Regions from separate parts of the Mus musculus genome. Here all the other regions are linked to region 1. The links are chromatin contacts, called in public Hi-C and HiChIP or PLAC-seq maps. All regions are on one chromosome and are shown on one strand. Each heading gives the region's core, a stretch centred on a gene start, on an enhancer-like site or on the middle of the called end of the contact. The rest is flanking DNA. Distances are from core to core; before and after follow the strand shown. Region 1 has its middle 75 kb from the start of Cd2. Region 2 overlaps Cd101 (CD101 antigen). Region 3 overlaps Ptgfrn (prostaglandin F2 receptor negative regulator). Region 4 has its middle 9.5 kb from the start of Igsf3. Region 5 overlaps Ptgfrn (prostaglandin F2 receptor negative regulator).

The links. HiChIP or PLAC-seq counts read pairs in DNA pulled down with a chosen protein or histone mark. A called contact is a pair of places that touch in the nucleus more often than the background predicts.
Region 2: a RAD21 HiChIP or PLAC-seq map of pro-B cells shows a contact between it and region 1, with 4 times the contacts expected there. The contact joins two enhancer-like sites. A contact is called at or near these places in 2 of 15 datasets of contacts at CTCF or cohesin (large pre-B cells and pro-B cells), 4 of 484 Hi-C or Micro-C datasets (bone marrow-derived macrophages, nephron progenitors, regulatory T cells and 1 more) and 4 of 115 datasets of contacts at active chromatin or transcription factors (bone marrow-derived macrophages, embryonic stem cells and stem cell-derived neural progenitor cells).
Region 3: a Hi-C map of uterus shows a contact between it and region 1, with 2.9 times the contacts expected there. The contact joins two enhancer-like sites. A contact is called at or near these places in 4 of 39 promoter capture datasets (the 3T3-L1 cell line, the C10 cell line, HPC-7-derived erythroid cells and 1 more), 1 of 484 Hi-C or Micro-C datasets (uterus), 3 of 115 datasets of contacts at active chromatin or transcription factors (all in embryonic stem cells) and 3 of 9 other capture datasets (adipose tissue, embryonic stem cells and pancreatic islet).
Region 4: a contact with region 1 is called in an HNF4G HiChIP or PLAC-seq map of pancreatic cancer cells. The contact joins two enhancer-like sites. A contact is called at or near these places in 2 of 115 datasets of contacts at active chromatin or transcription factors (embryonic stem cells and pancreatic cancer cells) and 1 of 9 other capture datasets (adipose tissue).
Region 5: a contact with region 1 is called in an HNF4G HiChIP or PLAC-seq map of pancreatic cancer cells. The contact joins two enhancer-like sites. A contact is called at or near these places in 3 of 115 datasets of contacts at active chromatin or transcription factors (embryonic stem cells and pancreatic cancer cells) and 3 of 9 other capture datasets (adipose tissue, embryonic stem cells and liver).

What each region holds. Positions count from the first base shown.
Region 1 is chr3:101,211,289-101,213,811 of GRCm38.p6, reverse strand. No RefSeq gene overlaps it. Among named protein-coding and RNA genes, the nearest start is that of Cd2, 75 kb to the left of the region's middle. Within about 2 kb of position 1,256, at least 163 of the 459 cell types and tissues checked have an H3K27ac peak or open chromatin away from gene starts, as enhancers often do. A contact at or near this core is called in adipose tissue, pancreatic cancer cells, pro-B cells and 2 more, where this site is marked.
Region 2 is chr3:100,992,558-100,995,080 of GRCm38.p6, reverse strand. Cd101 (CD101 antigen) reads left to right here. Exons shown (of 9, transcript NM_001167906.2): 9 at 1,187-2,523. The coding sequence ends at 1,416. Among named protein-coding and RNA genes, the nearest start is that of Ttf2, 24 kb to the right of the region's middle. Within about 2 kb of position 1,265, at least 95 of the 459 cell types and tissues checked have an H3K27ac peak or open chromatin away from gene starts, as enhancers often do. A contact at or near this core is called in pro-B cells and regulatory T cells, where this site is marked.
Region 3 is chr3:101,044,612-101,047,134 of GRCm38.p6, reverse strand. Ptgfrn (prostaglandin F2 receptor negative regulator) reads left to right here. Exons shown (of 9, transcript NM_011197.3): 8 at 1,386-1,691. Among named protein-coding and RNA genes, the nearest start is that of Cd101, 16 kb to the right of the region's middle. Within about 2 kb of position 1,259, at least 52 of the 459 cell types and tissues checked have an H3K27ac peak or open chromatin away from gene starts, as enhancers often do. A contact at or near this core is called in adipose tissue and uterus, where this site is marked.
Region 4 is chr3:101,366,348-101,368,870 of GRCm38.p6, reverse strand. No RefSeq gene overlaps it. Among named protein-coding and RNA genes, the nearest start is that of Igsf3, 9.5 kb to the left of the region's middle. Within about 2 kb of position 1,265, at least 53 of the 459 cell types and tissues checked have an H3K27ac peak or open chromatin away from gene starts, as enhancers often do. A contact at or near this core is called in pancreatic cancer cells, where this site is marked.
Region 5 is chr3:101,069,219-101,071,741 of GRCm38.p6, reverse strand. All of the region lies in intron 4 of Ptgfrn (prostaglandin F2 receptor negative regulator), which reads left to right. Among named protein-coding and RNA genes, the nearest start is that of Gm52612, 38 kb to the left of the region's middle. Within about 2 kb of position 1,266, at least 120 of the 459 cell types and tissues checked have an H3K27ac peak or open chromatin away from gene starts, as enhancers often do. A contact at or near this core is called in adipose tissue and pancreatic cancer cells, where this site is marked.

The DNA.
Region 1 (2,523 bases), core at 7-2,506:
CAGAGGAAGAAAGGAAGGGAGGGAAAGAAGAGAGGGAAGGGATAAAGGAAGGCAGGCAGGAAAGACTTGCTAAATATCTAAGCTGTTCTGATTAGAGAGCATTGTGTGGGGGCACTGAGCTCCATGCTGTGTGGGGGCACTGAGCTCCATGCTGTGTGGGTGTACTGAGTTCCACTCTGAGTGGGGGTACTGAACTCCATGCTGTGTGGAGGTACTGAGCTCCATGCTGTGTGGAGGTACTGAGGTCCATGCTGTGTGGAGGTACTGAGGTCCATGCTGTGTGGAGGTACTGAGCACCATGCTGTGTGGAGGTACTGAGCTCCATGCTGTGTGGAGGTGCTGAGCTCCATGCTGTGTGTGGGTGCTGACCCCCATGCTGTGTGGGGGTACAGAGATCCCCACTGCAGAAGTACTAATGCTGGAGCTGGCTGGCGGCCACCTGTCAAGGAGATAGCGTTCTTAAGGGATGACGACTTCCGTCCACCTGTGAGTCAGCATTTTGTGAGGAGAAAACAGGGTTGAGCAAAGAGGGACACCTGCTAAGGGAAGAGGCCTTGCTTTTGAGGATGGGATGGAAAGAGGCCTGTAGGGACAGAAAGCTGCTTCTCAGAGGCGGCTGTCAGCCTCCCTGGGGACACCCTTCCAAACACAGCACAAAGAAAAATCAAGAGACATTGGCCTCCAGCCGGCTGGCCAGCTCCATGGTTCTCTCAATCCAGAGACAGAAACGTGGCACTAGGAAGTCCCCGTAGTCCTTTAAAATCCCCATCATCAGCTGGGATTCTGCCCTTCACTCTGATTGGCCAGAAATGACCTCACTACCTCTCACTGGAGCCCGGGCTGCCCCCATTACCCCCCCCCCCACACACACACACACACTCTGGCCCAGTCCCCCTGACTGCAAAATGACAGCATCACTAGCTGGCCATGTAGCCCTGGCCTCAAGTTCACAGTTTCTGGTGGTCTGAGGTCTAGAGACCCCTGGGCTTCTCTGGGCTTCTTCCCTGACTTCATTAGCCATTCAGATTTATGCAGACTTCTCCCTGCTACGTTAATATTCTGTTTCCCTTTCTCTCCACTCTGCTTTTAGCGGATATTTTCCCAAACGGCCTCACACCCACTAGCAGTGTGGTGGACAGCTGGGTATGGGGACCACAGGGGCGCCTGTGCACAGATGGAGCTGGTGGAGGGGCCAGGAAGGTACCCTTCACTCCACCCGCCCTGCCCCGGGCGCCTGGAGCCCAGCTGCTGAGTGAATCAGCCAAGAGTAGGAGGGGAGGCAGGAGAGGCCCCACCAGCCAAGGCTAAACACAGACCTGGCCTCCCCTGGTGCTCTGTGGATTAGGGCCTTTCCTGCCTCTTTCCTGTGTATGTTCTCACTTAGCAGTTTGTCACAGGTCCCCCAGCCACCCCGGGGGGCCTAGTTCTCCATCCATGTTACACAGTTTGTCTTCCTTCTCGATAGACCTGTGTGGGGTGGAAGGCGGGGGGTGGGGGTGGTGGTGGTGGTGGGGTGGGGGAAGCTCCTACAATGTGACCTATCCTTTTCTTCTGCACCTTTCACAATGGGTGACAAGGCCCGGCCAGCAGGGTCTAGGATCTTCTTAAGAATTTACAGCCTGAGCCCTCAGGAGATTGGAGCTCTGCCAAAGCCATAAACTTCGTTCAAAGTGCTGTGTGATGGTTTATGGTGGGAGGCAGACACAGCTTCTTGGCCCTGGGCCTGCCCTCTCATTACAGAGTCTTTCTGTCAGCCATTCTGTTCAGATCCTTCACCCATGGGTGGGCAGGAGTGCTAAGCCACAGGTAGCAAGCAGGTTTAGAGCCTATATCCTGGGGGTCCTCACTCGCAGACATCCTCCCATAACCTAGTACTCAGTGCCCAAGTCCTTACAAATACCAAGGTCTTGACATGCTCAGCTTTTAATGTGCCCAAGTCCTCACAGGCTGGAGCCCCTCAAAGCTGAGGCCCAACACATCCTGCTATTACATGGCCTGGTGCTCCCATGATGCTCCTCCCCCGCCACAGGTGCTCACGCACTATGGTGCCCACCTCGTGCCCTTACACTCAGGTCTTCCCATAGTGAAGTGCTTACATATCCAGGTCCTCACAGACCCAGGTTCTAATGCACTCTAGGTTTTATTCATATGCTCAGATGCCTTCATGCTTGGGTCCCCCACACCCAGGTACCCCCATAACCCAGCTCTTCATCTGCCGTGGTTAATCCTGATTGTCACCTTGACTGAACCAAAAGTCACCTAGGAAAGGACCCCTGTTGTTCCTTCGCTCAGGTCCCTCACACATCCTCGAGTTCTCACACCCCGGGGCCTCACAGACCTAAGTGCACTCCCCAGAGCACCCACACTCAGGTGCATACTCACCAGAGTCTTAAAGACCCAGGACCCCCACTCATCCAGGCCTTAGCCTCATCTGTGTCTTCACATGTCTAGCTATTCACACACCAAGAGTCCATGCAGCCTGTCAGGGACAATCACAGAACGTCCAGAGCAGGGCACACATCC
Region 2 (2,523 bases), core at 16-2,515, 220 kb after region 1:
GAGGTTGGTCAGAACGACCTATCAAAACTGTTTTATCACTGGGAATCCATAGTCTCGGAAATTGTATAGCTTAACCTTTGAAGAAGAGAGGTCTCCTGTCGTTAGTTTCCCAAGCAAAGCACAGCTGCTGTTAGCATCGGATTGTTCAGAATAGCCCTGATTTCAAATAGTTCAGAAATGTAGTTGGAAGAGTGCAGTGAGTGGTTGGTACCACTTTACACATGTGGCTTTCTGCTGAATGCCTGTAACCCAGGCCTTTAGCCATTAGCCCAGGGTACCATTTCCGAGGACCTGTGGTGGCCGCAGTCCTCTCTGCTTTGCCTCTCTGGGAAATGACCAGGAGCCCCAATGCCCCACATGTCAGTCTGTTGATGGTGCCTCCCATCGGCCTGCAGCTGCGGAGGATCGGAGGATCGCATGCTTTGGCGTGCCTCTCTGTATGGTGGCTTTGACTCTGTGGCGGCATTCAGTTTGGTTTAAGATCACCAAAGGCAGGAACCCAGGACACTTAGCCATTCTCAGTCCAGGGAAGAAAGGAGCCGAAACAAAGGGCTGTGTGACAAGGAGGGGTGAGCACGGGACCATGCAAGAAGTCTGGGAGAAGTGAGATCCAACCAGACAGGGACTGTGCCCAGTGGCTTAGATACAGGAAGTGAGAATTGAGCATAGTGGGGCAAGGAGTCAGGACCCGGGATAACCTATATGTCATGGGTCAGGGGCAAAAGTGCCCTCCTTCATAGGCACAGCTGTTACTGAGGACAGCTTAGTGCACTGTGAGTTTCAGAAACAGCAGTGGGAATATCTCAGTTAAAAATTCAGAGCCAGCCACACAGTTGAGAACGAGAACTGAATTATACATATCTTTTCTGAGGGAAGAAGATTAAAGGAAAGGTTTTCTTTCTCTCTCTTCTTTTTTTTTTTGTTTTGCTTTTCTTTTTTGGCTGGTGGTTGTAAGTAGGTCATTGGCAGCTGTACAGCTGCAATGGCCGGGCAGGGGGAAGAGGTGTGTGTTGGGAATGTCCTGGGCCTGTTCTTCCAGTGCACTTGCAGGGCGAGAGGCCTGTGCCATTCCACCTTGTCATCTACACGGACTTGCCGATAATGATGTGTAGGGAGACGTACTCGCCTGCTCGGCCCCGATCGTTGGGACACTGATTGATTGTCTTCTGTGTTTCTCTGGTTGCAGAGCCCACGGTCTCCTCCCTGATCTGCTCCTCGGGGCCCTTGCTCCACTTCCTCATCGTCTGCCCCTTCGTCATGCTGCTCCTTCTGGCCACGTCCTTCCTCTGCTTGTACCGGAAGGCCAGGAAGTTGTCACAGCTGAGTCTCAGTGCAAAGAAAGAAAAGGCTCTCTGGGTGGGCATGAGAAAGACATCACTTCAGAAGGAAGCTGGAGAGGAGAGTGGACACTACTGAGGAGCACCTGGGCTGGAGAAAGGAGCGTGGAGGGATTGGGTTGGAGCGTGGAGGATGAATGAATTCTGTTTTAGACCTTGGCCAAGTTACCAAGGGACCAGAAGGGATGTGCCATGGACATAGATTGTTAACCATATCTTGTCGAGTGTTTCTTTGTGTAGCAACCATTTTTTTTTCTTTGCATCCTTCAGAAGCAGATAGTGTCATTGTCCCCACTCACACAGACCTCACCTCCTGGAGGTCCAGCCTCATCTGGAAAGAGAGGAACACCAGCTGTCGAGCCTTCCTTCCTCTCTCATTCCTCTCCCACTCATCTATTCCCTTGGCAACATCAGCTTGGCCCAGTCACAAGGGAAATCATTTTTCTCTAGATAAGAAATGTAGGAAAAACCGGGTGTCGGCAAAGCCGGAGGGATTGAGAGCATGGACTGGCTTGCCTGAAATCGGACTCCCCCAATCATTATGTAATTTTTTCTAGGCAGAAATCCGATGTTTTTTCTCCAACCCCCCTTTACAAATGCCCGCTGAAAAGTGTAAGAGTCGTTGTCTAATCAATATCGGCGCTTTGACAAAAGGGTAATGTGTTACAGCCTTTTGGAAGTTTTCATTTGGCTTCCTGCTTTTATAATTGGGGATGCTTTTTGTTTCTGTTTTTATGATGTCAAGGAAAGGCCTTGGGATACAGCCCTAGGCCAGCCTTGAACTTGATCTCACTGTCTAGCCCTACACTGTACAGTCTGGACCGTCCTCCACCTTACAGCCCTCTTCCCCCCACCAAGGCCAGCCTCCAAGGGCTGGGATTCAAAGCATGCATTGGCACTGGTCGGTGCTGTGCATGTCTTTAATCCCAGCACTCAGGAGATAGAAGTGTATGAATCTCTACACTCAAGGCCAGCCTGGTCTACAGACTGAGTTCCAGGAAACCCAGGCAGGGCTACACCGAGAAACCCTCTCTTGGAAAAAGAAGGAGGAAGAAGAAAAGGAGGAGGAGGAGGAAGAGGAAAGGGAGGGTGAGGAGAGCAGGGGCATTGGCATGCTTGGTTTAAGAGATAGTAAGTCATCGTTGAAGAGCATCCTTCTTCCCATACAACAGTGTTCTACTCAGCC
Region 3 (2,523 bases), core at 10-2,509, 170 kb after region 1:
AACCACTGAGCTATCTCTCCAGAGCCCTGTTAATTTGCATTGTGCAATAAACTAACATGGCTTGTTCAGGTCATGTGGCCAGTAGGTACTGGGATTCTGGCCCAGGCTAGCCACCTTAGCATCCTATGATGCACAAGAGAATGACGTAATGGCAGCACCTCTATGCTTTATCATTGGTAGCCACTCTAGACTCCCTGAGTTTCCCTGGGTAGCAGAGCCCACTCCGCCCTGGCACTGAGGGGGAATAGGCAGTCCACAGCACCTTCTGCATTCCCACCAAGCTGGTCTCAGAGACTTACCTGCTGAGAATTGTTTATGCTGAGGGGCCCCTGGGGCAGGTGGAGGAGAGAGGGGATCTGCTTTAGTAGTGGAGTTATCATTGGGACCTGTTTGGAAATGCCCACTTTGAGTTGAGCTCCCTTCTGTCTTACATGGGTCTGGATGACATCTGTTTGCCTTAGAATGTGTTTTTGAAGTTATTAATGTACTTTGCCTGAATGAATAACTATTGTTTTTTTGTTGTCCAGCAAAAGCTGACATATAAAAGGTCCCGGGCCAGGGTTGTAGCTCCAATAGAACACTTGCCCAGCACGGCACTGGGTTCAGTCCTCGGTGTTTTTTTTGAAAAAGGAATTTTGCCAAGCAGGTTTAAGATGTGACTGTGTTTCTGGTCCACAGTCCCCACATGCCTTCTGGATGAAACCTGAAGCTCAGTAGCTGGCTTGGGTTGGTCCAGTCAGGGTGGGGATGAGGGTCTGGGTTTAGCATGTGGCCTCAGTTTCCACATTGTGTAAATTAATCCTGTACCATCCTCTTTCTCTTCTGCCCGTTGTCGTTTATTTGAGGCTGTTAGAACCTCAGTTTCACAGAGAACTTCATGATCCACTAGCTTTACTCTCTGGGACTATTAACTGTGTTCAGTTTTCTCAGCTTGATTTTCTTTTTTTTTACCCCTCTTATTTTGAACTTAAATACTTCTACAAGGGGGAAGAAAAAAATAAAACAGCACAAACCACAGTGAACAATAAAATCCAAGCTGTCTACAACTTCAAATCTGGTACAATTTATTTTATGTGCGGTCTTTGGTTCTTCTGCGTGAAGTGCTCGGGGACCCTGCACGCCATGCCCAGCCTTCACACACAGGGCTGTCTGTGGCCCCAGATCTTCTTTCTGTGGTTCTTTAGGGTGGGAGTGGTCAGGCTAGACACACTACTATCTGTAGCTGTGTGACCTTGGCACAGGGGAGGCTGTGATATCATCACAGGCTGCTTGGAGGTTCGTACAGAACAGACCTGGCCAGGAGCGTGTAAGGGTTGCACACACAGGAGCGTGTACATCGTTTCTGCTCACACTCTGACCTCAGCATTTGGCTCCGTAATCCACAGATGACATGGCCTTCGATGTATCCTGGTTTGCGGTACACTCTTTTGGCTTGGACAAGGCTCCCGTCCTCCTCTCCTCCTTGGACCGGAAGGGAGTCGTGACGACAGGCCAGAGGGACTGGAAGAGTACTGTCAGCCTGGAGCGAGTGAGCGTGCTGGAATTCTTGCTGCAAGTGCATGGCTCTGAGGACCAGGACTTTGGCAACTACTACTGTTCTGTGACTCCCTGGGTGAGGTCACCGACAGGTTCCTGGCAGAGGGAAGCCGAGATCCACTCCAGGCCCATCTTTATAACTGTGAAGATGGACGGTGAGCTCTCCCGCTCTGGGTATCTAAGTATCTTCCCGAGTTGTACTGCAGCACATACATTCAGGCTTCTAGAGTTTGGTCCACCTTGTGTTTCCTCTAGGGCCTGGCTCAGGCCAAAGCGGTTTTGCAAGTTGCTGCCTTTGCAGTCCTGGCCTGGTAACACCACTGGGGAAGGACTTTTAGGAGCCTTGGCTCCTCTGTGATTCAGTGGAAGCCCACTTCCCCATATCCTAAGGTGGACATGGCTTCTGAGATGTGGGGGCAGAGAGGTCTCCAGGTGAGGCTGTGGATTAAAGACTGACAGTTCTTGCTTACCTGCTGTTTCTGAGATGTGGTCTCATAAGTCCCAGGGTTGCCTCAGATCCACTGTCTAGCCCAAGGCTGACCTTAAACTCCTGATATTCTCACCTCTACCTCCCATCACCTATTGTTTTATTTCTTGGAAAAGGAAGGCTTCCCGTAGCCTCTAGCAGAGTGGAGACCTCTTGGAACCCTACAGTAGTGTAGTAGAGTGTCTCTACTGACACATACCAAACCTGCCCCACCCAGACCAGCCTAACTAGTCAGACCTCTGTCCCCTACCCCCAGCACCACCCCCACGCCTCCCTGAGCTGGTCCCTAAGAAATGAGTCTGCCCCATGAAAGCTTCCGAGTGCTCGGCTGCTCAGAACAACTGTGTGGAGAGAATGAAGTCCACATGCTTAAGGGTGAGAAGCTTTGTCCGAGGGGGTTTCCCTAGCGGCCATGCAGTCTGAGGAGAGGGACCTTTGAACTCCAGCTCCTCCTTGCTTCGTTTTCCTGTCGGGTGACTTTTTCTGAGGCGTCTACTTAT
Region 4 (2,523 bases), core at 16-2,515, 160 kb before region 1:
CCCACAGCATGCAGCATACAGACGCACAGAGGTACACACATACAGAAACATAGAAATCTTAATGAAAACAAAATGAAACAAAAATGGCTGTCTTGATTTCTATCCCTGTGGGACTCTGTTTCTGTGTGCTTCTCTGTTTATTATGTCTTCCCAGGAGGATGGAAGCTCGGGGTACCTAGTTCTGTCTTGCCTGGTTCTCCAGGGTATGCTCAACATTGAAAATCAAGGCTAGTGCACAGCCTGTGCTCAACAAATGCTAGTCAAATGAATCAGTAAAGTCTAGCTGGGGAGAGAGATGACAAGTCAGCAAAGAGAGGTGATCTCGAAGCTGGATGTGGTGGCATCCAGGAGGCAGAGGCAAGGGAATCTCTGAGTTCAAGGTCAGCCTGGTCTACAGCAAGCTCCAGGTCATCTGGGGCTATATAGTGAGACCGTGTTTTTTTAAAAAGAGAAGTTCAAACAATGTTTGCAGAAACACAAACCTCTACTAGGATGGATGGGGGCGCTTTCATGGTAAGAGGCCAATTAGAGAAAGTTAGAGTGGTGGGAATGATGGGGGCTGGAGGGAGGTATGGGAGGAAGGCAAAGGCAAGTCATGTGGGTCTTGGGGGATTCTGGGTTTTGTCCTGTGTGGGGATGGAGGCATGTGGGGGTGGGGGGAGGACCATCAGATACTTCAGAGCCGTGATGTGGCAAGGCTTGATTTATGTTTGAGTGCTCACTGTCTTCCATTCTATCTCAGGACAAGCCTGGAGTAAGTACTGTGCCAGTTTAGGTTAGCCTAGGCTACGCAGTTGAGACCCTGACTCAAACCAAACCAAACCAAAAGAACCATCCCCAACAGGGTGTACACGTTTGTAAAGCACCCTTTAGACAGGACCCTCTGAGGCTGCCACATGCTTAGGAAAGACTCAGGCTTCCTCCAGTGGGCTCTGAGCATCTCCCCAGACTCCTTGGTTGCTCCCCAACTTCCCTATGCTCTTGGTTCTGCCTGTCATGAACTGGAGTTGCCAGTCAGCTGTGGTTTCTGAGCCATGCCTGTGCACGCGCCAGGTATTCTGTGAGGTGAGTGTTGCCTTCTGAGGCTGCTGGCACTAGCTTGGCAAACTCTCACCCTTTTTATGGGTGGGAAAAAAAACCAAAAACAAAAAACCACCTCTCCTCCCCTTCTTCCGGAGTGAGTTCATGTCTTCACCAGCTCTGTGCTCGGCAGAGATGTCCAGGGCCGTGCCTTGCCATTGACTTAGGCTCTTTGTTTAACATGTGGTTTTTCCTGATAAGTTTCTCGAGGTCGGAGACTGCCCACGGTAGCTGTGTAAGCATGCAGGCACTCAACGGAAGCATTACAGAATGGATTCGGGATGATTAACTGATCCCATGAACGAGTGCCCTTGAACTTACTTTCACCATAGAGTGGGCCGCTAGCCCCCGGGCTCTATGATGCTTAGATAGCTGGGGTAAGGAAATCTTGTAAGTTTTCAAGTTGGATGACTTGACCACAGTATCTGACTCCCTCCTTCTTAGCAGCTGTGGGAGGTGATTCACACAGACACTCGTGATCAGACTTTTTGTTTTGACTTGTACAAAGAACTTTAATTACTGATCGCTCTCTTTAGTTCATCTATCAAAGCTGGGAAGGACCATGTGCTGGGGATCTTCAAATCTCATACCCAGCCTAGTCTCAGGAGGGCTTGGGAAATAACTGGCAGCAGGGGCAGCGGAACCCTCCCCCTCCCCCTCCCCTCCCCTCCCCCTCCCCCTCCCCCTCCGCCAGGCTCCAGTGCTGCCTGGTGCTTAGGAGCCCATACATGGACCTTAAGTTCACAGTGCAAATGATACCATGTGGATGCCAACAAGCTTTCCCCAAAGTCACTTGTAATTTTCACAATACCCAGCGATCCCCTCAGCATCCCCTTCTCTTTACTTACTTGTGATTTGCTATTTATGGATGGGGGCTGGGGAGCCACAGAAAAGGAAGAAGATTGCTGGGAAAAGAAAGGGCAAAGCAGAGGAGAATTGGAAGGGGCCAATGCAGAGAGGATCAGGAGGGACGGAAAAGAAGAGAAGAGGAGGAAGAGCAAAGGAGAGAGGGAGGGAAGGAGGGAGGGAGGGTGGGAGGGAGGGAGGGAGGGAGGGAGGCTTGAAGTAACCACGGATCTGTGAAATATGTCTCAAGTATTTCAAACTCAGCAGGGACCTCACAGCAGATCTTCCACAATTAATTGCCCAGAGAATCCAGCACAAAACAAAGCCATTTTTTTAGCGATCGCTCATATGATAACCCAAATGCAGGAAATGCTATTTTTCTCCAGACTCTATCAACTACAGCCATCTGTCTTGGTCCTGAGCTGTTCAAATGCATTTTTTTCCTTCACATGTGAGTGAGTCTCTCTCTCTCTCTCTCTCTCTCTCTCTCTCTCTCCCCACACACACTTGGTGTGTGTGTGTGTGTGTGTGTGTGTGTGTGTGTGTGTGTGTGTGTGTGATCAACAGCAGGGCCAAAATACCCTTTACTACAGCCAT
Region 5 (2,523 bases), core at 17-2,516, 140 kb after region 1:
CCATGGGGAGGAATGTGTAGTAGCTCCTTTTGTTCAAGGGTGGTAATGGCCTTGATCATTCAATTCAGCTTAGGTGGGAGGGGCTGGTGGGGTGTGGCTGGCTCCCCACCTGCTTCATTTCCACAGTGGTCAGCCTATGGTCAGCTCTTCACTGCCCTCACAGGGCTTTGAGCCCTGACAAAGACACTTGATTTGTCTTTGATTAAGGAGGCAACACTGATCTTTAAAGGGCAGTAAAAGACTTCATCCTCTGTCTGATGCTAACCCTCCTCCTACATGTGCATGTCTCCAGCTCCTATGGAATTCTTCTCTGTCTTATATAGAGGTCCTATGCTGGCTCAAGGGTGCACTCCCTGTCTGTCTGTCCCTAAGAAATGGATGGGAACTTGTGAATGGTAGTACGGTGCAAGGGAAAGCATCCTTAGAGAGTAAGCGGTAGGGAAAGGCTAGTTGGGACTGAGACTGGGGGGGGGGTGGTAGCCCTGTGAGCAAAGTGGGGCTTTGATATCTAAAGAGCGAAAGGAGCAGGCTTATCTGCTTTCATTCCTGCAGTCAGGAGCCTGCGCTCCGAGGCGCTCTGTGAAGTCCTGGGCTGGAACAATGTTGGCCCAGCCAGGACTCTCCTTAGCAACCTTCAAAATAAAACAGATGTTGTCAGCACCAAGAGAAGAGTTTTCATCTCTGGAGTTGAATCTGTCTCACAGCTCTGATCCTGGTGCATTGTGTGGTGCTGTCAAATCCCCACTCTGGCTTCCTCCCCTCCCCGCCCCCTCCAACTTCTGAGTCCTAGCTCTGGGATTTTTTTTTTTTTTTGTGAAAATTCTGCCTGCACTCCAATTCTGAGGGTTTCTTTGAAGTCCTGGTGTATTGATCCCACATACCCTGGGGGAAGTACAGGCACTGTCAGACATCAGGGGCAAGCTCTGGGAGGGAACGGGCTTTGTAACTGAAGGGATTTGTTGGTGACGTGTTCTCCAGAGACTGAGGGGAAATAAAGAGGCTAAACTGTGGGAAAGACTCCCTGATTATCCTAAGGGTCCTGCCACTCGTTTTCCTGCAGAGTGCCGGTGCCATTGTGAAAGACATGAGTGCACATCTCCAGTGCATGCATGGAGCCCCAGAGCTTCTGTGTGCTTTACACAGACTAGGCCTGCCCCAACATATAGATAGCGTAAAACCCATGCATCCAAACCCAGAACTGTATGCAGGCATGACCGTGGCTTAGAGTATGCAGAGGCCCTTGCATAATTGTGAGCTCACCAGGAGTGTAAACATTATAAAAACAACTGTGTTCTTCTCTGTCTTCCTCTTAAGCCTTCACCCCGGTCTCTGTGACTCATGGTTTGCAGCTGCTTGGACGCTTGTCAGGAGACGAGTCGGGCCTGAGTACAGCCACAGGCCTTTAGTCACAGTCTGCAGACTGCATTCTCTGCCCAGAAACTGAGGCAGCTGACTGACCCTACATGTTTTCTCTAGAAATGTAATTTGTGCATGCCATCAAATACAACTCGGGCCTGTATAAGATAATGAAGATGTGACACACACACACTCACAGACACACACACACACAAAGCCAGGAACACAGCTGACCTGCTAAGTATAGAGGTCATCCTAGGTAGGTGATGTGGACTGTTGTCTCTTAGAGAGTGGGATCCTCGTGCCCATGTGATGCAGCACTTGGTTTTGCACTTGACACATTGAGAATTCTAATTACCATTTATTGAACACCTTTTCCAGGCCCTGACGGAGAACTTTATATGTATTAAATGGTCAGGTGGGAAGTGCTTATGATCATCTTTGGGAAGGAGACTCTTCCCCCATTGGCTAATTCTGGTTTCTTGTCTGGGATGGCTTAGAATTGTGGCTTTAGTTGAATCTGTCCTAGGCATTGTCTTCGTGTATGGGGAATGTCTTTGGCCTTGGAAGTCAGCTCTACCTCCTGAGACAACCAGTCCCAAGTCCTAAAGATGGGCTGTTCCTGTTGTCCCAGTTGATGACGGGGTGGGAACTGTCTTAGCCCATTGTCTTACATGGGCCTACTATCGATGGTCTGAGAAATGAACAACCCTTTGCAGCAGGGTGGGAGGATCTGGTGAATTTTTGTAAGAAGGTGAGAGAAAGGCCTTTTGCTAAGATTTGTATTCCTCTTTGAAGAAGGAAAAGCTCTAGTTGGTTTGCAAAATGAAGAACAAAGCAACAGACATAAAGAAATAATCAAGATCAAAAGAGGCAAAGAGAATCCAAGAGCAGTTATTGCTTGGGATGAGTTAGTTGAGTGGTTGGCATGAATTTGTTGCTGCATTTGAGCACCAAATTTGTAGAGTTTTGAAGGCGAGACAAAAAGAGATGTTCTTATCCAGTTGTCTGAGAAAGAAAACATAAACTTTTGGAGAGGCAAACTTTTTCTTGGCACTGAATTTATCCCATGTTTTTTTCATTTTGGGGTGGAGGTGGGGGCAGTGGATAATTTAATGGCTAGTGCCCACAACTGTTCTTTTACCAAAGGCCTTCAGTGATTGTTCA